Regions from separate parts of the Mus musculus genome. Here all the other regions are linked to region 2. A link is a contact called in public Hi-C data. All regions are on one chromosome and are shown on one strand. Each heading gives the region's core, a stretch centred on a gene start, on an enhancer-like site or on the middle of the called end of the contact. The rest is flanking DNA. Distances are from core to core; before and after follow the strand shown. Region 1 overlaps Tenm2 (teneurin transmembrane protein 2). Region 2 has its middle 34 kb from the start of Gm34281. Region 3 overlaps Tenm2 (teneurin transmembrane protein 2).

What was found. Hi-C and Micro-C count contacts between places; a contact is called where the count stands out from the background.
Region 1: a Hi-C map of stem cell-derived motor neurons shows a contact between it and region 2, with 7 times the contacts expected there. The contact joins two enhancer-like sites. A contact is called at or near these places in 9 of 484 Hi-C or Micro-C datasets (the N1E-115 cell line, adipose-derived mesenchymal stem cells, cerebellar granule neurons and 6 more).
Region 3: a contact with region 2 is called in a Hi-C map of cerebellum, with 2.6 times the contacts expected there. The contact joins two enhancer-like sites. A contact is called at or near these places in 3 of 484 Hi-C or Micro-C datasets (cerebellum, cerebral cortex and cortical neurons).

What each region holds. Positions count from the first base shown.
Region 1 is chr11:36,219,224-36,222,805 of GRCm38.p6, forward strand. It overlaps Tenm2 (teneurin transmembrane protein 2), which reads right to left. Exons shown (of 29, transcript NM_011856.4): 6 at 2,185-2,307. Among named protein-coding and RNA genes, the nearest start is that of Gm46251, 57 kb to the left of the region's middle. Within about 2 kb of position 2,193, at least 46 of the 459 cell types and tissues checked have an H3K27ac peak or open chromatin away from gene starts, as enhancers often do. A contact at or near this core is called in cerebellum and stem cell-derived motor neurons, where this site is marked.
Region 2 is chr11:40,599,365-40,603,287 of GRCm38.p6, forward strand. No RefSeq gene overlaps it. Among named protein-coding and RNA genes, the nearest start is that of Gm34281, 34 kb to the left of the region's middle. Within about 2 kb of position 1,262, at least 36 of the 459 cell types and tissues checked have an H3K27ac peak or open chromatin away from gene starts, as enhancers often do. A contact at or near this core is called in cerebellum, cortical neurons and stem cell-derived motor neurons, where this site is marked.
Region 3 is chr11:36,675,438-36,679,273 of GRCm38.p6, forward strand. The region is part of intron 2 of Tenm2 (teneurin transmembrane protein 2); the gene reads right to left. Among named protein-coding and RNA genes, the nearest start is that of Gm51889, 20 kb to the right of the region's middle. Within about 2 kb of position 2,079, at least 114 of the 459 cell types and tissues checked have an H3K27ac peak or open chromatin away from gene starts, as enhancers often do. A contact at or near this core is called in cerebellum and cortical neurons, where this site is marked.

The DNA of each region.
Region 1 (3,582 bases), core at 943-3,442, 4.4 Mb before region 2:
GGGTTGGGAAATGGAGACAAAAGAAAAAGGGGCTATTTTCATTTCTGGGGGGCCTGTGAAGATCCCTGGGTTCAGGGTACTGTTTCAAAAGCATCTATATACAACTCCAGAGCCCTCCCATCTCCACATCCTATGATGGGATGATCTGCATCTTCACTTTCAGATGTGCATTCTAAGTTTGTTTGGTTGTTGACTTGTGGGCTAAAGAACAGCAGCGGGTAAATGTAGCAGAGACCCCATGAAGCAGGGCTTCTAAGAGCCATCCTGTTGGTCCTCCAAACCGAGGTAATTCTTCACCACAGGGAGGGAGCTAGCCAGTGTACTGGCTGTCATTTAACAGCACCCCTGGCCTTAACCCACTAGTTGCACCTCTTCCAATTGTGACAGTAAAAAAAAAAAAAAAAAGAAAAGAAAAAAAAACCCAAAAACAAACCCTTTTCAGTCATTGCCAAATGTCTCCCAAGGGGCAAAAATGAGAGCCATTGTTGTAAAGGAGAAAAGGAAGGAGTGAGGTCAAGTACTAGAGGTGAACAGATTTTAAAACTGAGGGCAATAAATTTGTCACTGGGCTTTGTGGTCAGCTGAAGCAGAATGTGGGCAGTTAGAATGTGGGCAGTTAGTTATTTTGAGATCTAGTTTCACCTACATAATAATGGGAAGCGTATCATTTCATCCTTAGATAAAACTTTTTCATGCTTACTTAAAGATGATTTAGCGTTAAGATTATGACGGATGGGAAGAGCGTTTCTTAAAGACTGAATGAAAAGGCCGAGGAGTCCTACCCAAAGGTGTAGGACAGCCCCGGGGAGACCATTAGCGTATTAGGGTAAGTAACACACAGCCAAGGCTGAGGAATTCTGGAGTCTCCTCGGGAGAAAGCACAGGTAGAGGAAAAGCCCACGTCCTGTCTGAAGATGCATATTACACAGTCCCGAATTCAAGTTTGTGCCTATCCTGTTTCATTTGGATCAGTTTCTAGAACATTCTGGGCCTGAATTTCTCAGAGATGAGATTCCTGCTCTTGGAGCTGAAGTTACACTATGTTATGTTGGATATGTGATAGTTATCCTTTCTTTTTCTTTGAAATATTCCGGCGGTGTTCTCCCCACCCTTCTCTCTGAAATGGACTGAAAAATTCTGTTTGGAGAAGCCCTTTTGATACAATCCCTTGCTTATGTGATTTCCATCCGAATCACTCAAACTGCCACCAGATTACCAAATGCCAGCCCTGTTAGCTGTGCCATTGGCTGCTCTTGTCTTTTAATTGCTCCTGTCCCCACCTCCCCATGGTTCTGTGTTTTTTTTCTCTCTGCTTTTTTAGCACCTTGTTAGCACCTATTTTTCTCCCCTACGCGAATACAGTCGCCTGATTGCCTCAATGAACACTCCTATTGTCCTCCTCCCGGCCCAAAAAGGGAAGCTTTGTTGCCAAGTTGTCAAAAGTCCTTTCTATTCTTTCCCAAAGCAGAACAGCTCTGTCTCTTTCAAGGCGAGCCAGGCGAGACTACTCCCCAGGGAGGTTGTATCTATCCTTGTGGGAGAAGGACCCAGACTAGTGGCCTGTACTGCCAGCTGCTTCCTGCCTTCTGATCAGGCAGGTTTTGGCTGCTGCTGCTGCTGCTGCTGCTGCTGCTGCCGCTGCTCCAGCTGCTGCTGTTGCTGCTGCTGCTTCTGCTTAGGCCCCGGAATGCTTTCAGGCATGCTACATCAAATCAGTTGCTGTAGATAGCATAGGTATGCACACTGCTTGGAGCAGGCGCTCTGCCAGATCCAAGTGACTCCAGCCAAACACAGCTAACAGACAGGAACAGCAAACAGCTTTTAAACAGGGGCACCTATGAAAGGCAGTCGTTTTTTTTCTTTTTCTTCTTTCCCTTCCTTTTCCTCTTTCCCTTTCTCTTTTCCTTTCCTTTCCTCTTTCCCTTTCTCCTTTCCTTTCCTTTCCTTTCCTTTCCTTTCCTTTCCTTTCCTTTCCTTTCCTTTCCTTTCCTTTCCTTTCCTTTCCTTTCCTTTCCTTTCCTTTCCTTTCCTTTCCTTTCCTTTCCTTTCCTTTCCTTTCCTTTCCTTTCTTCTCTTTTCTTTTCACATGCCTTCCACGACTTGGATTAAAAAACCTGTAGCAGCCATCAAGAGCCTTGACTTTTCCTGTGACCTCAATAGGGCAAGCAGCAGCTGTAACCTCACCTTTGCCTCCAGATGGCACTGTTGCCACATCATCGTTTCCTGGTAAGCCGGTCCTTACGCCATTGTTAAAGGTGTGTCCATCTGCCGGCTGGAGTTGCCAATTGAGTCCGAGCAGATGCATTGCTGCAGGAGAGACAAAGTAATGAAAGTATGAATAGATAATTCAGCAATGCAAATGTCAAGGGGGAGGGCCAGGTGCCTTTTTCCAAGCGACTGCCTTTTAAGGAAACTGCAGTTCAAAAATGGCTTGCCCCAGGCCGTCAGGATTAGCTAAAATATAGAAAGTGGCAATCTAAGAGCTTCTGTCTCTGCTTTGTTGCAGTTCCCAGCCTCAGGGGCAGCACCCCTTGTGGGAAGTGGAGGAGGGAGGCTGCATATAGGTCTTTATCTTTCAGGATGGGGTCACTCATCACTCGCCTGCTTGGCCACACATCTGACATGAATGCTTTTAGACAGGTGCACTGGCAAAGGCTGGGTTCACCCAGCTACTCAAAATGTGAGTCAAGTTCAGAAATAAGGCTACACTGCTCCCATTTGACCGACCCTAAAATGCCACCACAGCCAGAGGTATCTGCAATCTCTCCGGCCCACTTAGAGCATGCCTATCTAACTGTGCCAAAGTTTGAATATATATAATTTCTCCCTGTATTCATGATGAATGCATATCTTTTTTAGCACACTGTGAAAATGCTTAAGGTGTGTGTGTGAGCATATGTGTGCATGAATGTGTGTGCATATGTGTAATAGTGGTAGAGCCTTTTCCAGAAAAAAGCAAAACAAACACAGCATATTCTGTTTCCCCCAAGTACGGCATGAGACACAGATGAGATTCCCATAAGCACTTGCTCTCAGGAGACAGGCATGCATTCAGAGGTTGGTTTCCATGTACGCTGCCACCTCTGCCTCCAGGCAGCCTTCTGGTCTTGTCACTTAGCCTGTGCAGATACCTAGAGTGATTTTTAGAAAACTCAGTGTCCGTATCTCTCCCTGATGGATCCTGGTTGTATTGTTACCAAGGGGGAGGGAAACACCTCTGTTCTTTCCAGGCCCTCATCTAAGAAACGCTTCCTTTGTAAATAAATAAGGAATCCATCCCCTGTATATTTCCCACGCAAACAACAACTGTGCCCTGTCTGTCTGGCATTTCAATGGGCACAGGTTGATGCCTGCTGCCACATTCGTAGTAGCTCCGCAGGAGAGAAAGGGCTGTTGACAGGAAAGTTCTGAGTTTGAAGGTGGGGATGGGAGAAACAATTAACCACAGGAAACACAATTAACAATGCTTAGGAAATTGTTCACATAGCAATTAATTCTGCATGCCTACCACCACTTAAAGTCAGGCTCTATTCTATTAAGGTTAAAAACCCATCTTCACACAATGCAGCTTAGATTGATGGT
Region 2 (3,923 bases), core at 12-2,511:
AGTCACCTACCCAATCCCGTGGTGACTCCTGGCATGTACAGGTTCTCTATTGTGTTTCCCCAAAGTATACCTCCTTTCCCTAACTTCCTGCACAGGAAAGTGTTTACCAAACCGAGAGCAGCAGAACATTTGTGCTGTTGCTTTTTTTTTTAATCCACAAAATTCCATCTTTAAGGCACATTCCCTTTTATTACAAATATTAGCAATTATTATAGGTCTCTCCTTTCAGGCTAACAGATCCACTCTGCTAAGTATAATACTGGCCACTGTACGGTGACATTCAGTGGCATCTCTTGAAAAGTGTCTTAAATGTATTCTACTCATTGAAAGGCCTGCTTCAAGCACCTCTGTGCACTCAATTTCCATATGTATTCTTTTGCTTAGGTTTGTTTTTTTTTTTTTTTTTTTTTTTTTTTTTTTTTTTTTTTTTGATAACAGGCTCTCACTATGTGCCTCAGGCTGACCTCAAATCCAGACAATCCTTCTGTCTCTACAGACCGTGGGGCTCAATTTCTATTTCCAGTCTCCTTACTCCACAATAAGATATGAGAGAACACTCCAGACGCACAAGATCTTAGGGTGTTTGTGGTTTGTCCACTTTCCCTAAATTCCCCAATTTCGCCCCATGGAATCCTCATGAACACAGGCCCAGTGAGCATCCTGGCTAAACCTGTAGTGGAGTCTATCTCCATCCCCGGAGCTAAAGCCTAAAGCCAGCAGCTGTAGCAACTGTCTTCAGTAACAAAAGGCCAGTGACTCTGGCTGTGGAAGCGAAGGTGCTGACAAAGCCCCAGTGAACCTTGGCTTTGACTTGTAAACAAGGGCTTTGAAGGAGCAAAGTTGTAAGTTTGTCTCCACTAAAGCAAACTTCCCGAGCTGTTTGCTTTGGGCGGTTTGCCGATGAACACGCAGCAGGAAATGGATTTCCTGTCTGCCCTTCTAGCCACTGTAGGCTGTGCTTGGCTCAGCTGCCACTGAAACTGGAGAGCAGTCTTGGAGAGGCATCCCTGTCAGAAGCACGGGAGCCTCAGCTTGCTACTCCAGTTGCTCTTTTCTAACCCGTTCTTCCCAGCCTAGTCAGGCAGTGACTTTCCAACATGCTTGTTAGGGGTTCCATGGGCCACCACTCGCAACGGGAAAAATAAGAAAAAAAAAAAAAAACTAGGTCGTGACCGACCTTCTAGTGAGTGCTCTCACATCCTGCCAGGCAGGGCACTGGGACAACAAAGTGAATGCATCCTAGGTCTGGTGAGAGAGAAACTTTGTGAGTCACTTTGTGCAAGAGCCAACCTGAAGCCCCCCTGGCCAAAGATGGAGCTCTCCCAGGTGCTGAAATTCGAAATTTGCGAGGTCAGTTTATTTCTCTTAGCCTTGAGTTTCTTGAGCCATGAGTCTCTCCCTGTTTAAATTACCATTTTTCTTCGTTTGACGAAAACTTCAAATTTGATTAGCAAGGCATTTCTCTTTGTTTCTGAAACAAAGCAGGGGAGGGGCTGTGTGGGTAGCGACTCTACAGAGCCACAAAGAAGGTGATTGCCCCGATACTCACAGCAACTGTTCAGGCTAGCACTACTACATCGTCCAATGTTGCCAGAAATGCAAGAAATGTGGGTCTTTAATGAGAACCGTTTGCATTTAAGTGTTGACAGCTAATTTGAAAAGCCTGCACGGGCCAATACAGCATGATAAACCACATATGCCCAAGGCAAGAATCCTAAAACTGTCTACCTTTACAGTGCAGGAAGCTCTGCTTCATCACACCTTGGAAAGAGGGAGCTGATTAGCTTTGAGTTAAGAGCTGAAGAACCCAGAGGGAGGCAAGGACATTAGGAACCCAGCAGGATTCAGCCCATCTGTGAAAGGGACACTTCAGAGTTTCTATGATCATAGGGTTAAGAAAGGTCACACAACATTATTCGCACCGAAAGCTTGCTGGATTGTAGCTACTTAAAGGTGCAGAGGCAGATAAAACACAAGGACGTCCTGGGAACAACAGGATCTGAGAGGTACTGGAGGGCTTGGTTGAGGATGAGTTTTACATTAGCTATGTGACATTTCCAATTAAATGCAAAATCAACAGAACATCTTCTGCAGGGTCGTAGTGATGGAGAGCACTCACCTAAGCTTGTTCACACACTAAATTCCTCAAAACAGCAACAAAGGAGGATAAATCAATTGTCTTTGCTACCTTTATCAGCATAAACAAAGAGATAAAAATACAGTATAAAATTTTAACTATCTTTGCCCATCCTACCTGCAAAATGTGAAATTCCCCTGTGCTTCAATAAAGGAAAAATACATCCAATGAAGTCTAACAAATGTGCCATCTGTTCAGAAAGTGGTAGACAGGCATTTTTTTACACGTGACACTATTGCCCTCTTGTGGTCAGAGAAAATAGTGCATCTGTTTTCCAATGAGGTTTTTAAAGGTTATACCTAAAAATGTACTTCTCACAAATATAAATCATTTATAAATAGAGCAATATGTATAGAAACTTCCATTTTAAATAGTATGAATATTATTTATAATAAAATATCCAAATTAGACCTTGGGCTCTGAGCTTAGTTTTCTTATGAAGGGAAAGGAAATCAAGAGAAAAATAAAATGTTATTAGAAATAGTTGGATGGCTAGGAGGCACAACTCATGAAGCTAATGATGGTGTCAGTCACTCCTCTACCATAGTGTCCACCTGGCTTCCTGCCTCCCTGCCTCCCTGCTGACTCCTGCAAGGGGACAGAGGAAGCTTTCTTTCACTTCCTGCCTTCCTTTACTCACTCTCCACTGTTGGAGAAAGTAGGCCTTTCACAGTTTCCCACCCTAATAAGCCAAACGGCCTTGTGTTAGGAGCCTGTCACCTCCTCCTCCCTATTCCCTTCCTGACACCTAAGACCCTAAAGATTTGAATTATAGTCCCCTCTTCCTTATTTCTTCCTGACTCCCAAGACTTCCAAGGACATGAGTTATGTGCTGAGTCCAGCTTGACACCCCAGACTGTTAAGGAGGAATCTACATTCCTGAGATAAGACTCAGGGTGCCTCCCGCCTGCAGTCAGAATTCAGCCTTCATGTCCCCAGATGCCTGCTTCTTTGTTCTTTGTTAATTCTCCCTAAGCCCCTCCCTATTTCCCCTCACTGTGTGCTTATAACCTGGCGTTTCAGCCTAATAAACGGAGACTTTGACAGGAATCCTCCTTGGTCTCCTCTCTTCTTTCCCTCCCACTCATTTCTCTTGCAGATTTGCTGTTCCCCTCATACCCACGAATAACTGGGCCCTGCTGGACGGGACACTCCACTATTCGCTTATATAGCCACTTTTGGCTACATCATTTAAGCTCAGCATGGCATGATAATACCACAAAGGTATTCCTGGATAGGCATCCTTCAAGTGACTAACAGGAACTCACAGCCTGAACGAGAACGATAAGACTTTCTCTAGAAAAGTGAGCCAGGAAGAATTTGGTGAACCCAACATCTGAAACTACATAAACCACCCCTCCCCTGACTGTAAAGTGACTTGGTCAGTAAAAAAAATAGCAATAAATGTCTGCGTTTTTAAATGTACATGTATAAATATATTATTAACTCATTCTTGAGCCGGGTGAGGTGGTGCACACCTTTAATCCCAGCACTTGGGAGGCAGAGGCAGGAGGATTTCTGAGTTTGAGGCCAGCCTGGTCTACAGAGTGAGTTCCAGGACAGCCAGGACTACACAGAGAAACCCTGTCCCGAAAAACAACAACATATATATAGTATACAGTATACACATGAACACATGCATACAGTGTGCACATGCACACATGTACACACACGCACACACGTGCACACACGCGCACACACATGTACACACGCACACGTGCACACATATACACATGCACACATGTACACATTCGCACATGCACACACGCACACATGCACAAAGTGC
Region 3 (3,836 bases), core at 829-3,328, 3.9 Mb before region 2:
TTATCATTAGAAAAAAATTGCCGGGGGGAGCGGTGGAGGGAGAAGAAGAAAAAGAAAGAAAAAAAAAAAGCCGTCAATGTTTAGGTGTACCAAGAATCAGAAAAGAGTTCATTCAAGAAGGCAGCACAGAGAAAGAATTCTGAAGAAAGCCACTTTATGATTCTGTCAAGTTTCTTAAGTTGAAGAGGAGGAAAACTACCTGTGAGGCTATTTTTTAAATTTGCCAGTGTCTACCAACACATCTACCCAGCATCCCATGGCTGTATGGCTTTTCCTGGATCCCATCTCTCTCTCTCTCTCTTCAATCCACAGAAAATAATTCCGTTTGCCTGCACCTGTACCGGGACCTTCCCAGGAAACTCCTACCCGGGATAAACTCTGGATGTTGTCCAGACGTTGTCTGACCAGAGCCACTTTCCACTTGTTCCTCCTTGCCCAGTACCGAGCCTGTCCCCATGCCCTCTCAAGGCTGAATCCATGAGCTGCATGTACAAGATGCCATTAGGTGGGTCTGGCAACACAAGATACTCCAGATAGAGGTGTTAAACAGCCAGTCCAGTTTGGAAACTAAGCAAGAAAACATTCTATCACGACACAAATGTGTGAAATACTATCTTTCTGTGCTCACTGAACTCCACAGAGCCATAGAAGGGCAGTTTTTCCTAGGGCCAAGCCTAGAGGCACGGCCATCACCTTTCCATATTCCCTTCCCAGGAAGCATTCTCTTTAATCAAACAGCACACTTGTAAGGAACTTCCCCTATGCCCACCAAGGTAATTTAAAAACCAACTTAAATACGTCGGGTAACGCTTGTCAAAAACCTGGATAGGACTCAGATTTCTGGTCACGCTTAATTTCAAAAGTTGGCTTATTTGTATTATATTTCTCCATTCTCAAATATCAGTTCATTCATGCCGGTCACAATTTCATTTTTTTTTTTTTTTTAACAGCAGAGGCAATGAAAACAAAATCCACCAAAAGTGAGATTAACAGCAAATAGCCCAAACTTTAAAAACAACATCTGCGGCCACAAACACCCTGTGCTGAGAGATGATTCAAGGATAGAGCATAGTCTCTGTTTGTTCACCGTGAAAATAGATACGAGCCCTTTAAAGCGTCATCCCCGAGCTTGTCAAAGGAGAAATGCCACCAGATACAATCCAGAGTTCCCATTCATAGCGCACAAAAGGAATGTCCACCTAAAGCTACCTCTAGAAGAGCACTACAGGTATCCTAGATTTGGGGGCTTAAATCAAAGTTCCCACTTGAGTCTCTAATTAGCCCCCTCTGCCATTAAGGGGGTCTCGAATCCAGAAAGCTTTATCCAACAGCACTTCCAGAGTTAACTCCCCCTCCAAACTGTCATAACTCGGTTCTCCTAATTATTTACTGGATGCCTCTCTAAGGCGTGCCCTCACCTGATGTTTTAAGTTCATATTTCATTTGGGACAACACTTAGTCTCCATTTAGAAACCGTCAACCTGCCTCAGGTTCAGGAGATTCGAGATGCGCCTCACCCACAAGAGCCAAGCCAAACACACCCAAGCAGCCAGACTTAAATAAACTCTGCCCTTTGCCGATACCTCCGGTGAGAAATTATTATAACGCATCAGAAGTTCAGAAAGAGGAAAAAATTTCAAATACCATCTGTCTTCCCAGGGCTTAAGTCCTGGAGTTCAAAAACAGTATCAATTGAATTATGTTTCCCCCTTCCCTTAGCTGTTTAGAATTTAACGTAATGCAAAGTGCTATTCTGATCAAAATCATATTTCTCATCTCTCCCCTTAAATAAAAGGGAGGAAAAAAATCATTCCATATAAATGCATTTACTATACAAATCTATTTTCAATTGAATTTGCTGCATGCTCTAATTCATCAAAATTAATACAGGTACTTTCTATGTTAAACAAAAGGAAGCCGACTGAAAAATCGGCTTCTGCTGCAGATGCCTTTCTCAATTATAAAACCGGTGAAAACAGAAATTTAACTAAGCCACTCGGTCAAACCCTCCGATCGGCTCGGCGCTCTTACCTGCCTCAGCTGAAGGCTTCCTTCCCTTGTTAGCAGTGTGCAGCATCGCTAGCTCGCTCCAATCCTCACCACGGGCTCAAATTACACCACCGCTAAGTCCACCCCCTCGCCTTTCCCCTTCTCTGCCTTCTTTCCTTTCTATTTATTTTTTTCTTTTTTCTTTCCTTTCCTTTCTTTATTATTATTTATTTTTTTGCCAGCAAGAAAAATACTTATTGAGAGTGATTAGTTTTTGTTGTCCCTTTTAAGTCCCTCCTGCAGGAAGGAACAGGGGAGCAATGTGACGCCACCTTTTAATCTTTTGTAAGAGTGAAAAGGCAGAAAAGGAACGCTCGATCAAGCTGAGCTGCACACATGACTAAAACTCGCAGGAGACGCTGCTGCTTGCTGCCTGGCGAAAGCACCGCCAGGCTTGAGTGTAAGAACAGAGAAGAGAGGAGTCGATGGAATGTGACAACGTATGTGCATCAAAGGCAGGGGGAGAGAGAACAATGAGCAAGGGAAGACAGCGAGGAGAGGGAGAGATGGAGGGAGAGGGAGGGAGAGAGAGGGAGAGCAGAGGGAGAGACAGGAGAGAGAGAGAGAGAGAGAGAGAGAGAGAGAGAGAGAGAGAGAGAGAGAGAGAGAGAGAGAGAGAGAGAGCACATACACACACGGAGAAAAGATAGAGCGGGGTTTCAGGCAGGGGACTCTGAGAATAAAGCCACAGTGCGGTGTCTGGCAGCTTCTGTTTTTATCTCAGCGAGCATGATCCGCGGCCTCTCTCATTTAGAAACACATCCGTGTATCTTCCAGGTTTGAAAACTGAGATAATCGCAGTGTGTCTCTGGTTTTGTCTGATTGGCATTTAACTGTGCGGTGTGTACCTGTGATTTTTTTTTTAAAGGATGCATTTGTGTGCAATTTATTTCGCATATTTATTTATGTAGGCAAAAATGAAAGCTGCTAATTTCTACGGCAATTTGCAATGTAGTTTTACTGGCAGATGGAAGTCTACTTACCATAACTGCTGACAAACTGCCACGGGTAAACAAAAGAAGAAACAAATGCTTCGTCTTGATAATTGTCTTAAAAAAAAAAAAAAAAAAGAGGAACCCACCCTAAAATATTAGCACTTGCAAAAATAGTGTTTCTTGGCTCAAGTTTAAAAGGTGATTTTTCTCCCTTAGTTTTTTAGAAAGAAAGGCACAATAAAAGGGAGACATAGTGTTTGAAGGAAAGGTCTTAGGGAAGAAGCTTTTTGTAACGCACACACCTAAATTCTCCCTGGTTTCCCTCCAAATGTGATGACTGGTGGCTTTCTGGAGTCCTGGGGCAGAGTTTTTGAGGCACTATTTGCCATGGACTTACACTGCATCTTCCTACCTTCCTCGACTATTTTAAAAGGAGGCTCCATTTTTTAAAAAAAAAAAAAAAAAACAAAGTGGCAAAGAAATGATTTGCCCATTCAAATCACTTCCAGGGCTGCCTCATGAGCTTTGTTCTATTTCCACTGTCCTCTAGCCACACGGGGGCCAGGATTACACAGTTAAATTCCCTCAGTGACCTCTTTTATAAGGATGTAAATTGCTGATTCCAAGGTCAAGTATTTGGTAGAAGTTAGTTATTGGTGAGATAACTGCCTGTTTTTCCATGGTAACCTGAGCCAACACAGTCGTGAGCTCGCAGGAAGAGGAGACGCCCAACCTTTCGATGGACCATCTCCTCAAAATCATGTTTCTGTAAGATCAGAAGGTCAAATCCATGCACCAGACTTAGAACACTTACCAATTCAGGAAAAACAAAACAAAACCTAAACAACAATA